Regions from separate parts of the Pan troglodytes genome. Here region 2 is linked to region 1. The links are chromatin contacts, called in public HiChIP or PLAC-seq maps. All regions are on one chromosome and are shown on one strand. The core of a region is the stretch at or near the end of the contact, and the rest is flanking DNA. Distances in the headings are between cores, read along the strand shown. Region 1 holds the start of DCAF5 (DDB1 and CUL4 associated factor 5). Region 2 holds the start of EXD2 (exonuclease 3'-5' domain containing 2).

Region 1 (6,124 bases), core at 2,112-4,611:
TCAGGTGTTGACTGCTAATGAGAGACAAAGATAGATAAGAAAAAAATATAAACATGACACTAGTTTTAAACGTGGGAAAATTATTGAAGGACTTCCCAGAAAAAAATTTAATTAGCTTTAACAAGTTAAGGTATATTAGGACTCCCAAAGGGGGCTTCCTTATCTGAAGCAAACAGGAGGAACTTTCTGTTAACACCGCTGTGTACTCATAATGCAAGGTAAATAGCTAAAAAGGCTTTAAACCAAAACTCTATGTTCAAGGAACAAATAGGAAAAGCTAGGTGTATCTTAGCCAAACTGGAGGAGCGATGGAATAGCCTGCTGATAGGACTAAGAACAGGAACAGGAGTAGATAAAAAGGAAACAGGAAGAACTGGGCTAGAGGGAGTATGGGGGGAAGGAGAAGGAGCAAGGGGCAAAGAAGGCTGGAACCCAGGAAGTACTGATGGAGATGGGCAACACAAGCCTAGAAGAGTAAGGAAATAAATACCCAGAATCGAAAGGTCTGCCAGAGCCTCCTCTGTGGAAATGACCCTCCTCTTTCACAGGCTAAAATTAAGACAAAGGAAATGACCTGGCCAAGACTAGAGAAAATAGAGTTCATTTAAGATACAGGGGAGCGTCCTGCCCAAGGATAAAAGTAGTAATAACTGGTAGAGAACGGAGGGAACTTTTCGTGCTTTTTAAAATGTAACTTCAAATAGATAAATTATGTGGCATGGAAATTATCTCAATAAATTTGTTATTTTTTTAAAAGTGTGAGCTAGGCATGGTGGCTTATGCTTGCAATCTCAGCACTTTACGGGGTGAGGCAGGAGGATTACTTAAGGCCAAGAGTTCAAGACTAGCCTGGGCAACATAGGGAGACTCCACCTCTACAAAAAAAAAAAGTTTAAATTAGCCGGGCATGATAGCACCTGCCTGTAGTCCCAGCTACTTGGGAGGCTGAGGTGGGAGGTTAGCTTGAGCCTGGGAGATCAAGGCTGCAGTGAGCAGTGATAGCCCACTGCACTCCAGCCTGGGCAACAGAGTGATACCCTGTCTCAAATAAATACATAAATAAAGGTGTGTCAAGCTGGGCAACGTGTGACTACTTACAATTCCGTTAACATGATTAGTTCAGTTGTCTCTAAAAGAGTACCCCCAAATTCCCTCACTCGGTAGGTAAAGTTTACTTGTGTCTGGGAACTTCTCTGTTGGAATACATCGGGAGTTTTATCGATACATAAAAAACAGCAGCAGGGAAACTGGGAGCTAGGTCTATAAAGAAGAGGTCTTCCCCCATTTTTGCTCTTCAAATTTATTTGATAAAATTTTATACGGTGCTGTGGGGGAAGGAGGCTTTTGTCTGAAAGATCAGGTTTCTTCAGAGGATGATCTAGGGCCAAAATCTACCTAGTCAAAGAGAAAACGATCTGGGGTACAAAAGTCAAGTCAGTTCTGGACAGACCCCAAAAGGTTTATCATAAAATGATCACAGAAGACCTTTCTCTTTGCTACCCCCAAATTGGACTGTACGCCCCATGTCACTTCCGACGGTTACTCGCGAAGACGGATGCTTTGCCAAGATCCCAGAAGTTTCTGGCGAGCTGCTCACGGACACAAATTAGAAAGACATTCGGGGACCGACCTGGGTGAAGCTAAGCGCCACGTCCAGCGCTGGGTTCCCCCTTCATCCCTCCCAATATAGGAAAAGGGACAGAAGAGGGCAGCAGCCAAGCAGGAACGCCCAATCAGCCGTCTTCACCCCCCCTCCCCTGAGCCAGGTTTCGGGGAGCCGCCCCCTAGCCCTCACGTAGGCCCATTCCCATCCGCCCCTGCCCTGGGCCCGCGACCCCAGGGAGGAGGGGACGACGGCGGCGAGCGCCCCCACCGGCAGCAGGCGCACCTCCCCAGGGGCAGCTGTCGCCGCGGCCCGCGGGGCCCGGGCCTCCCCGGGAGCAATAGGCTATCGATTCAGCTGCCTGTCGCTAGGCGCCCCGGGAGAGCGAGGCCTACACCGCCCGGCCGGAGCCCCGGCCTCGATTTCGCCACTTTCCCCAAACCAGAGGGAGAGCCCGGGGGCAACCAGGCCCGTCTGGGCGAGAGGGAGGAGAAGCAGAGACCACTTGCAACAGCGGCCGCGGGAAACGGGGTGCGGGGCGCCGGGCTCCCGCCAACAAGTCTCCCGGGGGTCCCCCACCCTACCGCCTGCCTCGCAAGTTGCGCATTCAAGTTCAGGCTGGTGCCCTTTAGCCTCCACAGCCCTCGCCACTCTCGAAACTGTATTAAAAACAAGACGCAGAAGAGGCCACAACCGAACGAAAGGCGATGGTGCTGGGCCTCTAAGAGCGCCGAGGGGGGCGGCCCACAGCGACCCTACCGCCCCAGTCACTTCCCCTCTGCAGACCCCGCCAGCCCCCGGGTCGCAGCCCCCGGCCCCTCGGCGTCCGGGTCTGTCACCGCCCGCTTCCCAGCCCCAAGACCCCTTTTCCTTAACGCCGGCGACGGGGGCTTCAGCTCCCCCTTGCCTCCGGCGCTCCTCGGCCTCCTCACCCTCCACATCCCCAAAATGCCCCCAGCACCTTTTAAAGTACGCGGAGGAAGAGTTTGCCGTCAAACTTTGTCGAGCGGTAACCTCGCCCCCCTCCCCGACCTCCACTTTCAGGGCAGGCATCAGGAGAGATCACTTTGCACTTGGGATAAAGCGAATTAAGGAGCTGTCAACCATTTTAGGTCTTTTTTATAGAAGACATCCTCTCCTTCCCCTCCCCCTGCAATGGTTTTAATTTGACACCAAACCTTCCCACCGCAGAAGGGGGTAGAGAAAGGGAGGGGGTGGGGACAGAGGGCAGGAGGAGGGTGACGGGGGAGAGCGAGAGGGGGAGGCTGGGAGGGTGCGGGGAGGCGCGGGGAGGGGAAGGGGGTTGATTTACCTGAGACCAGCCACTGGCCTCCATTGTTGGAGAATTCAATGGCATTGACACAGCCGAAGTGGCCGAGGAGGTCCTTCTTGTAGAGGTTTCTGCAGCCCCGCAGGCGTCTCCTCTGAAAGTCCTGAGTGAGCAGGGGGTCCCCATGCAAGCCCCGCTGGGACAAGAAGCCCACCACTGACCTCATGCTGCCCCCCAGGCCAGCTCTCCTCTTCATGCTGGAACCGCCGCCGCCGCCGCTCACGCCGCCGCCCCTCCCTCGGCCTCACGCGCGGCCGCTGCTCCCCCCACCCGGCCCTCCCCCCGCGCTGCGATCCGGATGGTTCTTTAACCAGCCATGGCAGGCAGAGCGAGGTGTGCAGACACTCGGCGGCGTTCGCGGCTTCCTGACGGTCCCCTCCCTCTCCTTCCCCCCGAGGCTCCTCCCTCTGCCTCTCCGCCTCCTCCGGCAGCTGATCCTCAGCTGCCGCCGCGCTTCCGCGATGCGCGGCCCTTCCGCCGGCTGCGGGGCCCCGAGAACGCGGCGTCGGCGCCCCTCCCCTCCGCGGGGGGCTGGCCGGAAGAACGCGGGCGGCCGGCCCGGAGACCACGGGCGCCGGCTGCTTTCCCAGTTGAGCCGCTTCCCGCCTGGGGACCTGGGTGGCGCCGGGCGGAGACCCCTCTGCACCCCAGCGCCCCGCACTCCGCGGAGTTGAATGCGCGTAACAAGCCGAGTGGCCGCCGGGCTTTGGCTCGCCTTCCTCCCGCGGGGACCCGCGGGCCGGCTGCTGCCCGGAGGCCAGCGCCCGTACGAGTTCGGGGAAAATGCGGCTGGAGTGGGGGAAGGTGCGGGCGGGGGCTCCGGCCCTCCTTCCTCTGCTGGCCTCTGCCTTGGGCAGTCCGGCCCTGCCCGAGGCGGGGGAACCGGGAGGTAGGGCCGCACACTTGGAGGAACGTTGCCTGGGGGTTTTGTTCGCGCACTCGCCCCTTCCCCTCTCCCGGTAAATGTTTAACACCACCGCTCATCCCCAAGTCCAGTTCTCTAACTCTCCCTTCCTCCGGTCCTTTAGTTGAAAAAGGCTAAATTGTTCCGTTTGGCAGATTAGAGTGGTACATGGGGGGAAAGAGAAAGGGATAAAGAAGTAGGAAGAAAATTGCCAAAACCGAGTTGATGAAGTCCCGAGAAGCACGAGGTACTTCTCTCCGTTCCAGATAAATTTGCACGACAAGAAGCGTGATTTGAAACTAACGATATATGTTATTTAATTGGGTTCGGTGAGCTCCTCTTAAAGGTCTCGAGTGGGGAGCACTGAGGTTGGACAGCTGTTAACCAGCAGCTGCGCTCCAGGCCAGAAGTGGCTGCACTTCAGTAGGATGGGAGTCACCGCGTTGACCCTAGTGGGTGTTAAGTGCTTTGGAATTCTACCAGATACAGTTAAAAGTCCCCTTTTCGATGTATTATAGTACTTTTCCTGGAAGCTATCCTCTGTCATTAAGTGGTAATAAGCTACTGAAATAGGCACTTGTCAGTTTTGCCCTTTCAAGTTAGCAGGAATTACATCCTCTGGACCAGAGATGGCACAGGAGCAGTTGAGTAGAATCATCATTGAAAGATGGGCTGTACATCTCTGATCTGGGGAAAATAATAATACTTTTTTTAAAAAAAGATCGGCTGAACATGGAAGAGGTTTACCCGTCAAACAAAATTATTTACTTCTACTTTTTGTTCAGTGACAATACGATTAATCGTACTAATAACAAATATGCAAATGTTTCATATAAAAGTACATATTCTAGCAAACATTACTAAACAGAAACCAAATTCCATCAGAACTTGGGGAAAAGGGCAAAAAATAAATAAATTTTTAAAAGAAAGAAATCAAATAACAAAAATGTGAATTTTAATGGAATATTGTTCCCCTAAATAGGAAACTATGTGGTACTTAAAAGGTTTTATCCTCAGGATGCCTTCTAATAATCCTTTGTGTTTATTCATTATAATCACCACCTGAAAATTAGTAGCAGTATACCAGCTTTATTAAAGATGTATAGCACCAAACATCCTTCTGTCATAGCAATGTCAAAATGTGTAATTAATCATTTATTTTTGTGATGATAGGAGTCTCCCCACTCTGCTGTAAGTTCTCTGAGAGCAGGGACTACGTCTGTTCTGCTCAAGGGTGTATGCCTGGAGCCAGTACTTGCTGGCACTAGTGGCCGCTTTAATACTTGCTGAATTCATGAATGTACTTAGGGAGTGGGGAGGAGTTTGAAGGGAAAGGTCGTGCTTTCCGGTTTGGATATGTTGAGTTTGACCTGTTTCATTCCAGTGGAATCCACTTGTTCCAAGGCCAGTTTCCCTGCTCACTGTTCCTTTGCTTGGCATACTCAGTCCACACATTCAAAACCCCCTCTGACTTCTTCCAGTTAATAGGCCATCATTTATACCTATTTGCCTGGGGTGGGGGAGATTTGTTCGAAGTGGCCTTTACTGTGGCAGTGTATAATACGCATCCTCCTCTGCCCTCTTAAGCACATACCCCCTTTACAGTTTTTACTGAATTCCTGGGAAAATTGTCCCATTTACCTCAGCATAAAAATAGACCAGCATCTGGTCACATGCCAGCCCAAATCTAGGACTTTGCTGGAAACTTCCTTAACTGTTGGGTGACCAACAGTGACAGAAAGGTAGGACCACCTAGTCTGTTTATATCCTACTGCTAGTCTGGCCAGATTTTTATAAGCCTGAATGAAATATCTTCCTATTCCTATAATTAAGAGTTGTTGGATAAAATGGAGGATACCCAATTTGGTATGAATTTCAGATAAACAACGAATGTTTAAGTATACCCCATAAAATATTTGAGATATACTGATATTGTTTATTTGAAACTCGAATTGGGCATCCTGAATTTTTTATTTGCTCAATCTGGCCACCTACTTATAACCAACTTCAAAAGATGAAACTCCATAATATCAATTTGCTTTTACTAGGAATTTAACGTAGTCCCTTGTGTCATTTATTGCAAACTAATAATATGGTACATAACTACATACCACAAACTTTTTTACCACACCTGTAACAAAATTGCAATACCACAAACATTTAATCAGCTTTGATGACCACATGAGCTTTGTGTTTTTCATATAGGCATTTATAGTGAAAAGGCCAGTGTACTTAGCTTTAAAATAGCAAATGAAATTACTTCTGAGTAAATTGAACCACTGCAGAG
Region 2 (6,124 bases), core at 1,075-3,574, 40 kb after region 1:
TGTCAGACATTCCCATAATGACTGGTGATTCTTGGATGTCTTCTCATATTTAAAAGTGAGAAACTGTATTTTAAAAGCTGATTAGAAATTCTGTATGCACAGATGAGTCTTGTTGACTGGGCCTTAATGTAGAGTGATTGCTTGTGAACCCAGACAGTTCTTTATGAAATCCTCCAAATGTCAATATTCTGCTATTCTTTTTGTTTTTAATTTTTAATTTTTGTGGGCACACAGTAGATGTACATATTTATGGGATACATGAGATATTTTGATACAAGCATGCAATGTAACTGCCATTCTAATCTAATTTCTATCTTTTAAAATTGTATCTTTTTTTTTAGTTTGGTACTATGTCCTTTCCTGTTCTTTCTTCTTTGGGTTAACAAACTTTTCACTCCTTTACTATCATTTTTAAAAAACCCTTTTATTGAAGTATATATGAAACCAGAAAAGTGCTCACAAATATAACCTGAACACACATGTAAAGCCGCACTCAGATTAAGAAATAGAACATTATCAGCACTTCGTGAACCTCCTCATGTTCCCTTCCAGTTATTACTACCCTAAGATTAATCATTATATACAGTGACTTCTAATAGCAGGGATATTTGGGTAGTTTCCAGTTTGGGGCTGTTGAAAGTATGGGTATGAGCTTTTTTTTGTACATGTCCTTTTCGTGAATACATGCAGACATTTCAGTTGCATATATATAACTAGGAGTAAAATTGTTTTTTGTTGTTTTTGTTTTCAAGACAGGGTCTAGCTCTGTCACCTATGCTGGACTGCAGTGGTGTGATCACAACTCACTGCAGCCTCAAACTCCAGGGATCAAGAGGTCCTCCTGCCTAAGCTTCTGGAGTAGCTGGGACTACAGGTGCGCACCATGATGCCCAGCACTTTGGGAGGCCGAGGTGGGAGGATCGCTTGAGGCCAGGAGTTCAAGACCAGCCTGGGCAACACAGTGAAAATCCCTAAAGTGCTGGGATGACACATTGAGCCACTGTGCCCCAGCTAGGAGTGAAATTGTTGGAACAAAGTCTTTTCACATATTCAGCTTCAGTTGATACCGCCAAACAGTTAAACAAAGTGATTGCATCAATTTATGTTCCCTTCAGGAGCATATGAGAGTTGTGGTTGCTCCACAATCTTGCCAATACTTGATATTTTCTTTTTCATTTAGCTATATCTCATTGTGGTTTTAATTTGCATTTCCTCTTTATCCTTTGTTTTTTAAGTGTTTCAAGATGGAGCAGATAAAAATTCAGGGAGTTAATCCTCTATAATAGCTGGAAATTTCCCCCATGGGTACTCATTCAATGGAATTTAAAACATTTGCCCTTGTATTGAAGGCAATATAGTATAAAGGATGGGGCCACATGCTCTGCAATCAGAAATATGAGGTTTGATTCCTAACTCGGGTGCTTACTTGCTGAATTACCTTGAGGAAGTTATTTAACCTTTTTCTATTTTATGTAAAACGGCACTAATAATAGTACTGCCTCACAGGGTTGTTATGGGGATTAAAGGAGAAAAAATAAGTAAAATGCTTTGCAAAGTTCCTAGCAACAGGTGAGCACAAAGTCAACAAATGGTAGCTATTATTATACCTTATATTGGTTATTTATGCACATCTCATTTCTCCTTCTGTTTTACACATTCCATGAGAAAGGAAAAGCATGCATGTAGCACAGATTAACTGCCTCACATATAATTGCTAATAAAGACTGATTGGATGAACGATTTAATATATAAACAGAAAGTATTGTGGTTATCGCTATAAAAGATGGCATAGGTTGGGCATTCACGCCTGTAATCCCAGCACTTTGGGAGGCCGAGTTGTGAGGTTCGCTTGAGCCCAGGAGTTCGAGACCAGCCTAGGCAATGTAGGGAGACAGTATCTACAAAAAAAAAAAAAAAAAAGAGGGTACATAAAATTATTATAGTGGCTATAGGATAATGTGCACTGCTAATGAAGACTACATTATTTAAATACAGTGTCTTTCCTTCTATTTACTGTTATCGTTTAGCAGAAAAACAGTACGCAGGATACTAAAGAATGAAAATTCGATGTCCCATATTACATTTGTGAGAGTTCTGGAGGTTTCTCCCTTCAAAGCCAAAACCAAAACACAAACATACCATCCCAGTAACAAATGCGTCACTTTTCTGAAGAAGACGTTAAGCCCTTCCAATTTTAACAGATCCTTTGTTCAACAGAGGAGAGAGACTGGGTAGGCATCACCTGCCCCAGTAGCTTCCGTACAAAATGGCGTTGCCCGTTCCCACACGCCAGCTGGGATTACGTCCTCCAGGCCTGTCGCAGGAACGGAAGTGGTTACGGCCCTAGTGAATCCGGGTGGGTGCGCGCAGGCGGCCGCACAGGTTCCAGGTCTTTAACGTGAGCCCGCTGCAGGTGTGCGGCCCAGTCCGAGACAGCAGGTAAGTGAGGCTCAGAAGCCGTCGAAGCCTTGCACCAGGATTGTGCGCGGGGCAGGGGGTGCTTCCAGTGCAGACTAAGAGGGGTCGTGGAGCGGGGGGATATTACCCTGTACGGGGCTGACATTGCGGGGATCCCGCTGTCCCGGAGCGAGTTGGCCCTGCCCCTCTCCCCGCCCCTCGGCGTGACCCCCTCGCCCCCGTCGCACACGGCGGGGCGGTTCAGCACCCAGGTGCGCAAGGAGGGCCTCACCCCTGCCCGCGGCCTCCCACGCCCTCCTTGGGCCTCTCCTTTCGACCCCCTTACCCTCTCCCTGGGAGACTCTACCAGACCTTCGAGGCTGCGTGTCCCAGTCAGCTAAAAAGGAGGCCCCTCCCGCGGCACCTGGTAGCTCCTCGGGCGCTGCGGGTTCGACGCGGCAACAGCTGCTGTTTTCTCCCCTGGATTCGTGTGAGCCGCCACCCTCGCTACCATCCCTGACTCCCAGACCACACCCTGCTCTGGGCCTTGCCGGGAGCCACCTCTTTCGCTTTTCACATCCCTGGGATGGATCAAAACTAAGAACCTTAATCATTATTTATTACAAAATTGACATCTGCTCCTTAAAATACAAACAAACCAATCCCCCGATAAGCTTTTGATATGATTCCAACATTCAAACTCCTTTATATACCCTCTCCTCAAAAACACAAAATTGAAATTATACTTTATTTTCTTAGTTCTGTTCCAAGGATAGAAGGAATTGAAAGGTTTTGTTAATCATAGGAATTAGGAAGTGCGGGTTGGGGCGCAGCGGGGAAGATGGATTAAATTTGGTCAAGTTGAGCTTGTTTTAAAAATGTATTTTTAAAATATTCTAGTTATAGTCCGTGCATAAAGCCTTGTAACAAAATTATGTAAAAATTTTAAACAAGACAGATCTTTCTTAGCTTGATGTTCTTGGTGGTGAGGGTGGGGAGTGTGGAAGACAGATCCTCTTTGATTTTGTTTTTTTTTCCATCTCCACCTTCTTTACCAGTCCCTTTCCCACAAAATAAGAACCGTTGTCAGTTTGTGTGTATTTTTCTTTGCATTTATTTGACAAGTATGTGTACGTATAAGATATATGTTTGTAAGATTTCGCTTTAAACTTTTACAAATATGCATGTTTTATGCATTACACAACTTGACGTTTTATGCTTAAAAACGGGTCTTGGAATTTTTTCTTTGTCAGTACCTAGAGATCTACCTATTTTTTCTACTTGCTCTGTAAATTCCGTGGTTATGTAAGATTCCATAGATTGTTTCCAGTTTTTCATTGTTAGACACAGTATGGCGGAGAACATCCTTCCCACACACCTCTGTGAGAGCCCATGTGAGAGCATTTCTCAAGGATGGGTACCTGCAGGTGGAATTGCTGGGTGGGAGAGTATGGGGATTTAGGAATGCCAAACTGCCACCCACAGTGGATAATAATTTCCTCCATTCTCTCTCTCTCTTTTTTTTATTTTTATTTTGAGACAGAGTCTTGCTCTGTTGCCCAGGTTGGAGTGCGGTGGCTTTATCTCGGCTCACTGCAGCCTCTGCCTCCCAGGTTCAAGCGATTCTCCTGCCTCAGCCTCGCGAGTAGCTGGTATTACAGGCACCCGCTACCACGCCTGGCTAATTTTTGTATTTTTAGTAGAGACGGGGTTTCACCGTATTTGCCAGGCTGGTCTCAAACTCCTAACCTCGAGTGATCCGCCCGCCTTGGCCTCCCGAAGTGATGGGATTACAGGTGTGAGCCACCGTGTCTGGCCCACCATGCTCTTTTGATCATTTAATGGTATCGATCTTTTTTGTTTTTGCCAATCTGATGGATGGAAAAGTGATTTCTCATTGCTGTTTTAATTTGCATTCCCCTGATTACTATTGAGATTGAACATCTTCATGATTGTCAGCCATTTGTATTTCCTCTTTTGAGAAACATCTCTTTCTATTAGATTGTCTTTTCCTTATTGATTTATAATAGTATTTTATATGTTCTGGATTTTGATCTTTTGTTATTCATATGTGTTTATAATATTTACTCCCTGCTTATTGCTTTTTTAAGTTGTTGCTTGTCTTTTAACTATATGGCATCTTTGTTGAAACAAAGTTTAAAATTTTAGGTTTTAATTTATCAGTCTGTTATGTGTGTGTTTGTATTTTGTGGCTATCATTCCCAATCCGAGTGGTTCTTAAATGGCAGAGATTTTTGCTGTCGGGGTTATTTGGCAATGTCTGTAAACATTTTTTGTTTGTTCCACTAGGATGGTGCTGCTATTGGTTATCTAGTGAGTAAAAGCGAGGGGTGCTGCTAAACATCCTACAGCGCACGGGAAAGCTTCCCACAACAAAGAATTTCACCAGCCAAAAATGTCAATTGTGCTGAAGTTGAAAAATCCTTCTCTACTTTTAGAGAGAGGAGGGTTTTCTCCTAAAGCTCTGTTTTCTCCTTGAAGTTCTTCTTGTGGGAATAGTTTTTTTTCTTTAATTCCTCTGGAATTGTGTGTGTGTAATTGTTGTTTTCCAAATACTGTCACCTCGAACAGTCAGTCCATTCTTTTTTTTTTTTTTTTTTTGAGTCGGAGTCTCGCTGTGTCGCCCAGGCTGGAGTGCAGTGGCGCGATCTCAGCTCACTGCAACCTCTGCCTCCCGAGTTCATGCCATTCTCCTGCCTCAGCCTCCCAAGTAGCTGGGACTACAGGCGCCCACCACCTCGCCTGGCTAATTTTTTGTATTTTTAGTAGAGATGGGGTTTCACCGTGTTCGCTAGGATGGTCTCGATCTCCTGACCTTGTGATCCACCTGCCTCGGCCTCCCAAAGTGCTGGGATTACAGGCGTGAGCCACCGCGCCCGGCCTAGTCAGTCCATTCTTGAACCATTAATCCGAAATGCCACACTTACCATGTACTAGTTTCTTTTTTTTCTTTTTAATTTTTATTTGTAGAGATAGAGATGAGTTTTTGCTATGTTGTTCAGGCTGGTCTCAAACTCAGGAGATTCTCCCCCCTCAGCCTCCCAAAGTTCTGGAATTATGGACATGAGCCACCTCGCCTGGCCTCATGTGCTCATTTATCATACAGGATCTGTTTCTAGACTGTCTTCTGTTCTATGGCATAGTTTTCTATTTTGCTGGACCAATACCACAACATCCTATATTAAACTATATGTTATATGTTGACATTAATAGGGTAAATACTCCATCATGATTATTATTTTATTGGAAGTCATATACTATATCAGCTCATGTATTCTCATTTAAAAAACAATATTTTTGGTTATTATTGGTTTCTTTTCCAGATTAATTTTACAGTCAACTTGTCAATTATTTTTTTCTTTTAAGAGATGGGAGCCGGGCGCGGTGGCTCACGCCTGTAATCCCAGCACTTTGGGTGGTTGAGATGGGCGGATCACCAGGTCAAGAGTTTGAGACAGCCTGACCAACATGGTGAAACCCCGTCTCTACTAAAAATACAAAAATTAGCCGGGCATGATGGTGTGCGCCTGTAATCCCAGCTACTCAGGAGGCTGAGGCAGGAAAATCACTTGAACCCAGGAGGCAGAGGTTGCAGTGAGCTGAAATTGCACCACTGCACTCCAGCCTGGGTAACAGAGCGAGACTCCGTCTCAAAAAAAAAAAAAAAGAGAGAAGTGAGGTCTCACTCTGTCACTCAGCTGGAGTG

The links. HiChIP or PLAC-seq counts read pairs in DNA pulled down with a chosen protein or histone mark.
Region 2: a contact with region 1 is called in an H3K4me3 HiChIP or PLAC-seq map of stem cell-derived excitatory neurons, with 2.4 times the contacts expected there. The contact joins the promoter of EXD2 here to the promoter of DCAF5 in region 1. A contact is called at or near these places in 1 of 7 Hi-C or Micro-C datasets (stem cell-derived neural progenitor cells) and 1 of 1 datasets of contacts at active chromatin or transcription factors (stem cell-derived excitatory neurons).

The regions. Positions count from the first base shown.
Region 1 is chr15:67,136,910-67,143,033 of NHGRI_mPanTro3-v2.0_pri, forward strand. DCAF5 (DDB1 and CUL4 associated factor 5) reads right to left here and starts at 3,362. Exons shown (of 9, transcript XM_510028.8): 1 at 2,916-3,362. The coding sequence starts at 3,129.
Region 2 is chr15:67,177,803-67,183,926 of NHGRI_mPanTro3-v2.0_pri, forward strand. It overlaps EXD2 (exonuclease 3'-5' domain containing 2), which reads left to right and starts at 2,325. Exons shown (of 10, transcript XM_009428014.5): 1 at 2,325-2,439. All of the region lies in intron 4 of LOC104002083 (a long non-coding RNA gene), which reads right to left.